Regions from separate parts of the Mus musculus genome. Here region 2 is linked to region 1. Evidence: chromatin contacts called from public promoter capture Hi-C data. All regions are on one chromosome and are shown on one strand. Each heading gives the region's core, a stretch centred on a gene start, on an enhancer-like site or on the middle of the called end of the contact. The rest is flanking DNA. Distances are from core to core; before and after follow the strand shown. Region 1 holds the start of 9130020K20Rik (a long non-coding RNA gene). Region 2 holds the start of Tex46 (testis expressed 46).

The links. Capture Hi-C pulls out chosen DNA fragments and counts their contacts.
Region 2: a promoter capture Hi-C map of liver shows a contact between it and region 1. The contact joins the promoter of Tex46 here to the promoter of 9130020K20Rik in region 1. A contact is called at or near these places in 22 of 39 promoter capture datasets (the 3T3-L1 cell line, 3T3-L1-derived adipocytes, the C10 cell line and 16 more), 40 of 484 Hi-C or Micro-C datasets (the 63-12 cell line, the AML12 cell line, B cells and 30 more), 26 of 115 datasets of contacts at active chromatin or transcription factors (the SCID.adh cell line, bone marrow-derived macrophages, cardiomyocytes and 15 more) and 5 of 9 other capture datasets (adipose tissue, embryonic stem cells, liver and 2 more).

What each region holds. Positions count from the first base shown.
Region 1 is chr4:136,343,824-136,349,374 of GRCm38.p6, forward strand. It overlaps 9130020K20Rik (a long non-coding RNA gene), which reads left to right and starts at 3,469. Exons shown (of 2, transcript XR_881499.3): 1 at 3,469-5,551. It overlaps Hnrnpr (heterogeneous nuclear ribonucleoprotein R), which reads left to right. Exons shown (of 11, transcript NM_001277121.1): 11 at 1-2,158.
Region 2 is chr4:136,607,143-136,612,693 of GRCm38.p6, forward strand. It overlaps Tex46 (testis expressed 46), which reads left to right and starts at 3,295. Exons shown (of 2, transcript NM_026300.2): 1 at 3,295-3,545. The coding sequence starts at 3,357. It also overlaps the pseudogene Gm12986.

The DNA.
Region 1 (5,551 bases), core at 2,219-4,718:
GTTTTGCTTTGGTTTTGCTTTTTTATCATTTTCAGACGTTGTCCAGAAATCTGCAAGTGTTCTCTTCCTGTTTTAACTCCTTCCTTTTATCACCTGACTATCAGGGAAGCGAGGTTGAGGCTGCCCTGCCCTGACATGTCATGATGTCGACTTGCTAGGTGGGGTTCGCTGGGGACCATAACCAGTGGAATTGTTGGTAAGAACTTTTTTTTTCTATTTCTTTTTCTTTCTGTTTTTCTGTTTTTATTTTTGTTTTTGTTTTTAGTTTATTTACAAGTGGGACATTAGTTGTGGGAAAATGTTGCCCATTATCTTGTAAGCAGGAAATTATGTTGGCTTTAAGGAAAAATAAGTGTCTAAGTAGAATTTGTATTCTCAACAGGAACATATAATAAATACCTAACTCATTTTCAAATTAGTAGATCAGCAGAATATTAAGATATGAAATTTTCCAGTTACAATTTATCAAACCATACCTTACAATCTAGAATATCTGTTGAAGCAATAATGATATTTTACTGTGATTTTAGTCTCTCTGGTATCATCTATTACATTTTTATAGGATATTAGTGTATAAGTATTTTAAGAGATTTATTGTACACTAATGTTTAATGAAAATGAGAAGGTATTGCCTAGATTGGAGGGTTTAAATAGTATATATATTTTTTAATTCTATAAAATTTTAATATTGCAAAATTAAACTTGAGAATTCTGGCAGTTTAATAAAATAGTAGTATTGGTTTTAAAGATCCGTTTATATAGTAACTTAGGATCCAGAGGAAGTTTACGTGGCTGCAGTCTTGAGACCTAGAGCATAAGTAGAAACAAAGGTGGGGCTGAGGACGTGGGTTAGTGAGAGCTTGTATTTAACAATGTTAGAGGCACTAAGTTCAGTCCTCAGCACCCCGTACTAGGTAAAAATAAAACAATTAGTAAATACTGCTAGAGTCAACAGTCTAGATTCCTAGACATGGAAATGGTGAACTAACTGCCTGAGGTGTGCTTACCTGGAATCCCAGCACTGGGGGAGTATGAGCCCCAGGCTGGCACACAATGGAAACTTGCCTCAAAAAAGACCAAGGCTCAGGATGTAGTTCAGTGGTAGAGCGCTTGCCTGACATACATAAAGCTCTAGGTCAATGCCTAGTAGCACAAAAAAATTAAACAGCTAAAAACAAAAATCCTCCCAGCTTATACTCAGGGTATATCATGATGATTGAGTATAAATTGAGGGAAACCAATTTAACAACTAGGCAAAAATAATTATAATTTGTGACACTGAATAAAAGTAATTGCAAGTGTTGATGTTTGAAGAGCTGCCTCAGTATTCTTGTGGACCTTTGCGTTCTGGTGGCAGTGTCAGTCTAGAACCTGGTAGGCATTACACATGTGCTAGTCAGCACTGGGACTGACGTGCTTAGCTCTTGGTGTCACAGTGAAGTCACGTGCTTAGCTCTTGGTGTCACAGTGAAGTCGTGCAGAATCACTAGCAGTTTCAGGGTTGAGTTAAGGTTTTGTTCCTTTGTCCACATTTTATTGTGCGTGCATCAGTGCCAGAAAAAGTGAGGTGTAGAACTTGGTTGCTTGCACTAAACAGCTTCTTGGGAATAAAGTTAATGGTGTTAGGGACATTCAATTTGGATGAGTTTGTGTAAATTAAGAGAAATAACAGTACAATTTATTAACCATATGCATTTGCAACAAAATACACTTGATGGGACCAGAAAGGAAGTGGGCGCTATGGAAGAACTCTTAAATTGCTCCAATAAGGGGCTTCCAGTCCATGTAGCAGCTGTGTCAGGATCTCAGAACATTACTTACTGTGGTTTTTCACAGGTAAAGATTTGGCTAAAGAGGTGCTTCTGGCCTGCTAAAGAAAATAGGTGGAATTGTACTTTAAAGAGTCACTGCAGTATTTAGAGTTATGTTCTCTGGCTATTTCTAGAATTGGACAGAAAATGCCTACAAAACACTAAAAAACTTTCTGGTGTACTACAGTACAGTAACATGAGATATATCCAAATTGGGACAGTTACATGACATGTCCATTTAATCATTTCAAGAAAAACCTGCTTTTGGTACAGTGTTCATGTACCATACCTGTATTGGAATATTTGTATGATGTTAATATTTTTAATAAAATTTAACATGTTCAAAATGTTGTGTTGGTGATTTGGGGTGGGGTGTGATTAATTCAGTTGTACAAAACAGAGTCTTCAGCTGTGTAATTTAGGTTTTTACACTCAAAATTCTTCCCAAATTCAGTCCTAACCTATTTGAAAGAAGCCAGTTAAGGAGTAGCAAAGTGGTTTACTTACTGAATCCCTGCGGGGCGGGGCTCTCCCCGGGGTACTTGAGTACCTTTGTAAGACCTGGGCTCAGAAGTATCAGGCAGAAATGTTGACTCTGGCATTTTAGGCTCCAATAAAGTTTTTCAGAGGAAAATTTAACAACATTGGAAGTGGTCTAGAGAAACTGTGAAGGGGCAAATGGAAGCACCCGTGTGATGGTGGCAGTAGGCTTTTTATTGCCTTGAGCAATAGCGTGGTACCACAAAGAGAGGTGGTATTTGATGCAAGCTGTGTTGGAGGGTTTGGGTCTGTGGTTGAAAAATACTGCCAGTGAACAGGAAGTTCCATGGAAGAGTTCTCTGCCTTCGTGTAAGTTTAGTATCTGTTTAATATAGCTCCCATTCTCTTGCAGGTTGGCTTGATGTGGCGGTTCTCTTCTGTTATTTTCCTCAAGGGCATACTTAGATCCTCACCAGTGAGGAGGGTGGAAGGAAGCTCTGCCGCTCACAATGGAGATTTACTGAAAGTCGTACACTTACTCGGCCATCTTTAACTGTGCTACTAATACCAAAAAAAAAGGCTTAGGAGATGGTCATCGGGGTCAAATGATCAAAACAAGTTGAATAAGTAGCAAGAAGGTGTCTAGATACATTCCGAGTTGTCTTGTGAATGAGGATTGCTGGTAAAGTTAAGTTATGAGGTGAGAGTGATGGGCCTTCCCTTAGGTCACTGGTTTTCAGTTTACTGTTCTGGTTTTTTTCCGTTGTCCCCAGGTCAGAAGATCACTCAGTGAAACAGGAAGGGCTGTTCTCAAAGCAGCAGTGTCTAACGCTCTCTGAGAGACTGTCATAGCCAGGGTAGGGCAGAGGCCGGGGTGCGGTATAAATACTGATCAGGCCCCACCCTGCCTAGCTCCAAGATCAGATGTGGGCCACATTTAGTCTGGGATGTCTCTAGGCTATCTTTACTGCTGTCTCAACCCTGAATTCATTTACTTCGTTTAAAGAAATTAGTTTAATGAATATTTTCCAGGGTAGTTGTGTCTATATCTTTGAAGATACTGCTTTTCTAGAAATTTTAGAAAAATTAGGACCAGGTACAGGTATTTTCTTCAAGAAACCTTGTTTCTTTCAGTTATTTGTGACTCCTAGATAATGACCTAACTTTTTTTTTTTTTTTTTTTTTTTTTTTTTTTTACTAAGAGTCTTCCCATGTCTGCTGCCTCTCAAGTGCTGGGACTAAAAGCTTGTGCCACCATGCTTCTGGGAACCATTAGGGTCTAGTTGTTAGCAGAGCAGAAGTCTGTGGAAATAGTTTAGTAGCACTTACTCCTGTGCACAAAGAATAGCGTTTAGCTTCCCACCATGATGCTAATAAGTTAATTCATAAAATCGTACAGTTAGACTCATGGCCGAGGCCAGCTTGAGCAAGGTAGTCAGTTTATATAAAAATTATTTAAACTATGCAGCAGCATCCTTCAAAAATCACATAGAAGTTCATTAGCCTAAAACTCAGCTTCACAGCTGTGCATGTGAGAACTGCAGCATCGTCTGAGAAAGTCATTCTGCAGTTGTCAGCTGTGCAGAGAAGAAAGCATTTCCTTGAACGGAAAGGGACTGCGTTATTTCAGGTCTCATATTCCACTGAGGCCTTGGTCACTGCCATGTGTTCTTGGGAGGTTAATTTTATGCTCGAGCCAAGAATCCTTTAAGTCTTGCTTTTGGTTCCCTGGATTTTAAAATAGGTTAAATAAAAAATAATATACTTTAAAAGCTATTTTTAGTCAGTGTTTAAAATTTCAGGCTTAAAAGGAAGTGTGCTTTATATTGATCAAAATGTTACCAAACAAATCCTGTTATTGAACCTGATAAGTATCATGGGATTTATTCATTTAGCTGTTGTTAGAATACCTCAGTTGGTTTGGTCAGAACTTAAATGTCTTTCCAGCACATCATGGTTGAAGTAAGCCAGGCACTGGTGGTGCACACTCCTTAATCTCAGCACTGAGGAGGCAGAGGCAGGCAGATCTCTGAGTTCAAGGCCAGCCTTTTCTACAGAGTGAGTTCCAGGATAGCCAGGACTATACAGAGAAACCCTGTCTCAAAAAACAAATAATAACAACAAAAACAAAAGAAAAACCACTCAGATTTTGGTTACATTGTGTGTGTTTAGTTTTGATGTGCCTCCTGTTAGCCCATAAAGTCCTGTTGGAGCAGTGTTCTGGAGGCAGCCGCAGGAGGAAAGTCTGAGGCTATACAGGGAGACTATCCTTCAAATATAAGCAAGAGTAAAAATTGTTGCTGAAACTCATTCTTATGCTGTGGAGAGCAATGTAGTTATGTTCATTCATTGTAACAATTTCTATTTGACTTCTCTAAATGAAAAAAAAAAAAAGTCCGAATGAGACCATTTTTTTGTAAATGTTAAAATGAAGGCTCTGCTATCCCCAGGTTCTTGGAAGCCAGCTCGTACAGTACATAAAGACAATTTCCTAAAGTCCTTGGAAGGGATGCTGGGGATTGATGAGATGTTTGCAGTTGTTCCGGTCACAGTTATCACTTAACTCCACACGCTGACATGGATAGAAGCCCTCAGAGATGTTCAGATTCCCTCTTGTCTCTGAGTTCATTTCCCAGGCTAATGCTGGTCTTGTAGTTGATTCTCTTGTGTCGATCTGACTGATTGATCAGCACCAAGCTTCTAGGTGATGCCAAGGTCATGATTTTTTCACATTTCTGGGGCTCAACAAAAGAAGAAAACCTTAGTAGAAAGCTAAGTAGAAAAGCTAAAAGCTTTTTTGTTACTGGTTGGTTGGTTTGTTCTTTAAGCTGCTTCCTGCCTGTCCTGTAATTCTCTGAACTCAGAGATTAGCCTGCCTCTGCCTCCAGAGTGCTGGGACAAAAGGTGTATACTACCACACGAAGTAGCAGCCGCCGCTGCTGCTGCTGCTGCTGCTTCTCCTTCTCCTCCTTCTCCTCCTCCTCCTTCTCCTTCTACTACTACTACTACTTCTTCTACTACTACTAATTTCTTCTTCTTTCTTTCTTCTCTGCTGCTGCTGCTACTCCTTTTCCTTCTCCTCTTTCTCCTCCTCTTCTTCTTCCTCCTCCTCCTTCCTTATCATCATTATTGAAATGGTCTCACTGTGTAGTCTTGGGTGCCCTGAACTCGTGTGCACATGTGGCTTCAGACTGACTTGTGAGTGCTGGGATTAATGGCATTTACCACCACACCTGGCAATAACAAATCTTACACTGATT
Region 2 (5,551 bases), core at 2,045-4,544, 260 kb after region 1:
GCTCTCTCTGGCCCATGCTACAGCTGGGGGTGTGCTGGTGTCTGTGGTCTTGTGCTGCTACTGCAGGCCATGCTGATACTCATAGACTGTGCTGCCACCAGAGGCCATGTGGGCATCAGTGATCTGTGATGCCAACAGAGGCTGTCTCTATAGATGTCCGTGGTCCTTCCTGCCACCCAGGACCATGTTGTGATCCATCTTCTGTGTTGCAGCTGGAGTGCATGTGGATGTCCATGATCCATGCTGCCACCAAGAGCCGCGTTAGTGTCTGTGGTCCTTGATGCCACCAGGGACCATGTTGATATCCATGATCCATGCAGTCGCTGGAGAAACCATGTGGAAGTCCGTGATCTGCTGCTGGCTGTTATGGACCAGGAAGCTTCTGCTGCAAAGGTATCGATGCTTCCAGACTCATCATTGAAAATGAGAGACACTGAAGGCTTCTGCAACATCCCCCCCACACACACCCTACCCTCTCCCCAAAGATATAGTCTAGACAGAAAGCTATTGAAGAGAGTCCTATAAAATTGTGATAAAGATGCCGAAGTGTAGCTCTTTATATTTGATGGCTTCTGGTGGGGTGATGGGGAAGGACTCCCTTATCTTTAAGGTGCTGGCAACTGGGAGTTTGACCATGCTCCAGTGAGTATGTGGGTAACACAAACTGTACCTGGGGTATTGGGAGGGTGCATATGAGTGAGATAGCGGGCCTGGGAGGAGTGGGATGTGAGTGTGGTCAGGGTTCATTATTTGAAATACCCAAATAATCAATAAAAAGATTATGTTGGAGAGATGGCTCAGTGGTTAAGAGCACTGGCTGGGAAGGGAGGATGTGATAGGGGGTTTCCGGGAGGGAGGGAAACAGGGAAAGGGGATAACATTTGAAATGTAAATAAGGAAAATATCCAATGGAAAAAAAGTTAAAAAAATAAAAATGAAAAAAAAAAAAAAAAAAAAACACAGACTGCTCTTCCAGAGGTCCTGAGTTCAATTCCCAGCAACCACATGGTGGCTCACAACCATCTGTAATGGGATCCATCTGTAATGGGATCTGATGCTCTCTTCTGGTGTGTCTGAAGACAGTGACAGTATAATCATATAAATAAAAATAATTCTTTTAAAAATATTGGAAACAAACAAACAAACATCCTACGGGCTTTCCTTTTCTTCCTTTTTTTTTTTTTTTTTTTTTTTGGCTGTTCGAGACAGGGTTTCTCTGTGTAGCCCTGGCTGTCCTGGAATTCACTCTGTAGACCAGGCTGGCCTCAAACTCAGAAATCCACTTGCCTCTGCCTCCCAAGTGCTGGGATTAAAGGCGTGTGCCACCACGCCCGGCTTCTTTTTTTTTTAAGTTAAAAATTCCTTAATTTTTTTATTCCTGGTACCACTATCAAAATTTCCAGGGCAATATACCTGATGTAATGAAAAGAAAAAGACAAAGCTACAACAGATAAAAGACCTCAGGAATGTACATCTAGTTGACACTACATTGCATTAATCAATAGCTGCACTGTTTGCAAACTGTGGCTATGACAATACTGAGCTTTTCTGACTGTGGATCATCATTCCTTCTGTGGCAGACTTTTACAGTTCCTCTAATGCATTTGGGACGACTGTCTCAAAGTAACCCGAAGCTTTCCTGACAACTCCTCCCTCTCTCCTGCTAAGAACTGTAGCCATTTCTGTTTTATTTTAAAACATTCTGCTACCATATCCACCACGTCCACCTCCTGATCCATAGCCACCACCATAGGGACTGCCTGAGCTTCTTCCATCAAAACTGGCCCCCTGCATGGGTCTATAATTTGATTGTTGCTGTCCACTATAATTTCCAAAGTCATTATAGTTCCCACCACCATAATAGTTACCGCCACCAAAATTTCCTCCTTCATTATAACCAGCATAGCCTCCTCCTCCACCACCATATCCACCACCCTGGTTTCCATATCCTGGTCCACCACCTCCATAACCTCCTCTACTACTGTAACCAGGACCACCACCATAGCTGCCACCATCACCTCCAAATCCTTCTTCCACCAAAGTGTCCTCCACGACCCATAAAGCTGCCAGATCCACCTCCGAGACATCTCTGTGATCCAGCAGACTGCATCTCTTGTTTAGAAAGGGCCTTTTTCACTTCACAATTATACCCATTAATAGTGTGGTATTTCTGAACAACAATGTTATCAACTGTGTCATGATCATCACAAGTTACAAAAACAAATCCTCTCTTTTTCCCACTCTGTCTGTCTTCCATAACCTCTATGGCTTCAATCTTGCCATACTTTTCAAAGTCGTCTCTCAGGTTATATTCTTCCGTATCCTCTTTAATACCACCAACAAAAATTTTCTTCACCGTTAAAATGGGCGCCAGGCTTTACAGAATCCTCCCTAGAAACAGCTCTCGTTGGTTCCACCACACGTCCATCATCCTTGTGTGGCCGAGCACACAGTGCAGCATCCACCTCTTCAACACGAGAGTAGGTCGCAACACCAAAGCCTCTGGAACGTTTTGTGTGGGGATCTCTCATTACCACACAGTCTGTAAGTGTGCCCCATTTCTCAAAATGTTCTCTCAAGCTGTCATCTGTGGATTCAAAGCTCAGACCACCAATAAACAGCTTCCGCAGCTGCTCTGGTTCCTTTGGATCACGGCCCTCCATTTTGAGACCAGACTCGCCTCTTCCAACTCGAGTTCAATATGGAACCGAGAGGAAGTGGCTTTCCTTATATCTCAATCTTATGGAGGCTTTTCTTTCTTTCCTGTTTTTGTATTTTGTTTGTTTTCCTTTTCAAGACAGGGTTTCTCTGTGTAGCCCTGGCTATCCTGGAACACTCTGGCCTTGAACTCAGAGACCCACCTGCTTCTGCCCCCTGAGTGCTGGAATTAAAGGCGTAAACCACCACTACCTGACTAAATAAATATATTTTTAAAGTAAATCAAGTATGCAGCCTCTACAGACTTATTGACAGCATCCTGCTGTGACTATGTAAGCGCACAGTAACCTGTTTCCCTTATCTCCACATTACAGATTATTTTTTCCTTTGCAGCCTCCCTCATCATGAGAGCAGGTGACCTATAGCATCAACTGTTTTCTTTCAGAGAAGCGTTCCATGGGAGAGGTACCCCTGAGGACCTCCTTCATGTGGCTGCCATGTGGATGTCAGGAGATGATGCTGGCAAAGCCGCCTGCCAGAGAGACTGACACACAGTGGGCCCTTAAGGCATAGGAGAAGTTATTGTTATGCGATAGCAGGGTGGGGAGTTGCTTATGAATCAGAGGAGCGGATGGCAATGCCTCCTGTTATGGAGGGGACTGAAGCAGGGGCCTGGGGCCTTGCCCCTCTGTGCCACGATGTTGGGGGAACTAATCTTTCTTCTGAGGAGTCTCCACGGGTTCCTTGCTTCTTCTGGCCCCATAGGAGCTGCCTTGGCTTGGTTGATAAGCTTTAAACCCATCTTGTTTGCCTTCCTCCTCCTTCTGCTGTTGCTGAGCAACTGGCTGGTCAAACAAGAACACAATTTGGCTCCCTCCCCACCCCAGGTGAGCAAGAGGTTGCTTAGCTCTAACTAAGGGTTATGGGACTCTCAAGGCTGCACTGACAGGGTGGCTCAGAGAAGGTTGGTGGGGTCAGGATGAAGAATTTTAAGACTCTGAGCTAAGTCTTTTCTCTGTGGTCTCCCCTTGGATGGTGGTGGACTAATCCCTTCAATAACGCTTCTGCTGACTGAGATGTGAAATAGGAACCATACTAGACTCTCCCACACTGTGTTCCATCCTGTTTCAGCCACGCTATCAACTATTTCAAATTAAAAAAAAAAAAACCTTTAAATTGATATACATGGACGTGTGTGTGTGTGTGTGTGTGTGTGTGTGTGTGAAGAGGGGAAGGGGCTTTGATAAGCAGCTTCTCTGGCTTCTACATAGGAAATGCTAGCATCACTTTCCACTTTATTTGCCACAACCTAGAATATCTCCAGATGTTGCCAGATGTTACCTGGAGACAGCAAAATAGCTTCCTATTTAAAAAAAAAAATTGGAGAGATGGTTCGCCCTTTTCTTGCCGAGGATCCAGGTTCAGTTCCCAGCACCTACACAGTGGCTCACAGCTGTCTGTAAGGACCTCTTCCAGCCTCTGCAGGCACTGTATCCACATGGTGCACACACATACATGCAGGCAAAACCACCCATACACATAAAATAAAAGTCATTTGGGACTGGAGTGATAGCTCAGGAATTAAGAGCACTTGCTGCTCTTGCAGAGGACCTGAATTCCGTTCCCAGCACCCACACAGTAGCTCACAATTGCTTGTAAGTCCAGTTGCAGGGGTCTTAAGCCCTCTTCTGATCTCCACAGGCACCCATATGGTGGCTCAGTCAACTGTAATTCCAGGCTCAGGGGATCCAGTGCTCTCTCCCAACCTCCTTGGGCACTGCATGCACAGGTACACACACATACATGCAGGGAAGAACACTCATAAACATAAAGTAAATAAGCCTAAATCTCAAAATAGAAATACTTTTTAAAAATTAAAAAAGGCATCCATGCCGCCGGGTAGTGGTGGCACAGGCCTTTAATCCCAGCACTTGGGAGGCAGAGGCAGGCAGATTTCTGATCTGAGGTCAGCCTGGTCTACAAAGTGAGTTCCAGGACAGCCAGGGCTATACAGAGAAACCTTGTCTCAAAAAACAAACAAACAAACAAACAAACAAACAAACGACATCTGAAGGCTAGGGATATGGCCCAGTAGGCAGAGCACTTGCTGGGCAAATGTGGGGGCTGGAATTGCATGACCAGTACCCCATTAAAAAGCAGGGTTGGCAGAGTGGTCCACCTGTAATCCTAGACTGTAGGAGGCAGAGACAGGATCTGTAGAATAGACTGGCTAGCCAGCCTAGTAAAAGTGGTGAGCTCTGGGTTCAGAGGGAACCCTAGCCTGGAGCCTCTCCATGCATGAATACACACATGCTCACACACATTCTAGCACGAAATCACACACGAACACCATACACACATACATTTGCAAAAAGAAAAAAAAAAAACACTAACACACTAAATACCAAAGTCAGGATTATAACACGGGAGGTGATATTTGAGCGAAGGGACCCCACAGGGGAGAAATAATGTTCACAGAAACTTCAATTATACTCCTGAAATTTCCTTCCTCCCTCTCCCCTCCCTTCCCCCTCCCCCTCCTTCTCTTCTCCCCCCCCCCGCCCCCCCCCCATCGAGCTCCATTGCCAGCACTTTCTTACTTTGCTAAGTTAATAAGAGAAACATGGGACATTAGCATGTTGTTTACCATTTTTTTCCCCACGACTTTTTACTTGGTTTACTGAGGGAGGGTCTCATGTGGCCCAGACTGATCCCCAACTCACTCTGTAGCCAAGCATGACTTTGAACTCCTGATAAACTAGATGTAGTATACACATGTAATCCCAGCACTGGAGAGGTGGAGGCAGGAGGCCTAGGAGGCCAAGGCCATCTTGGCTACATAGTGAGTTTCAGGCCAGCCTGGGCTACATGAGACAGACCCTGTCCCAAAGAA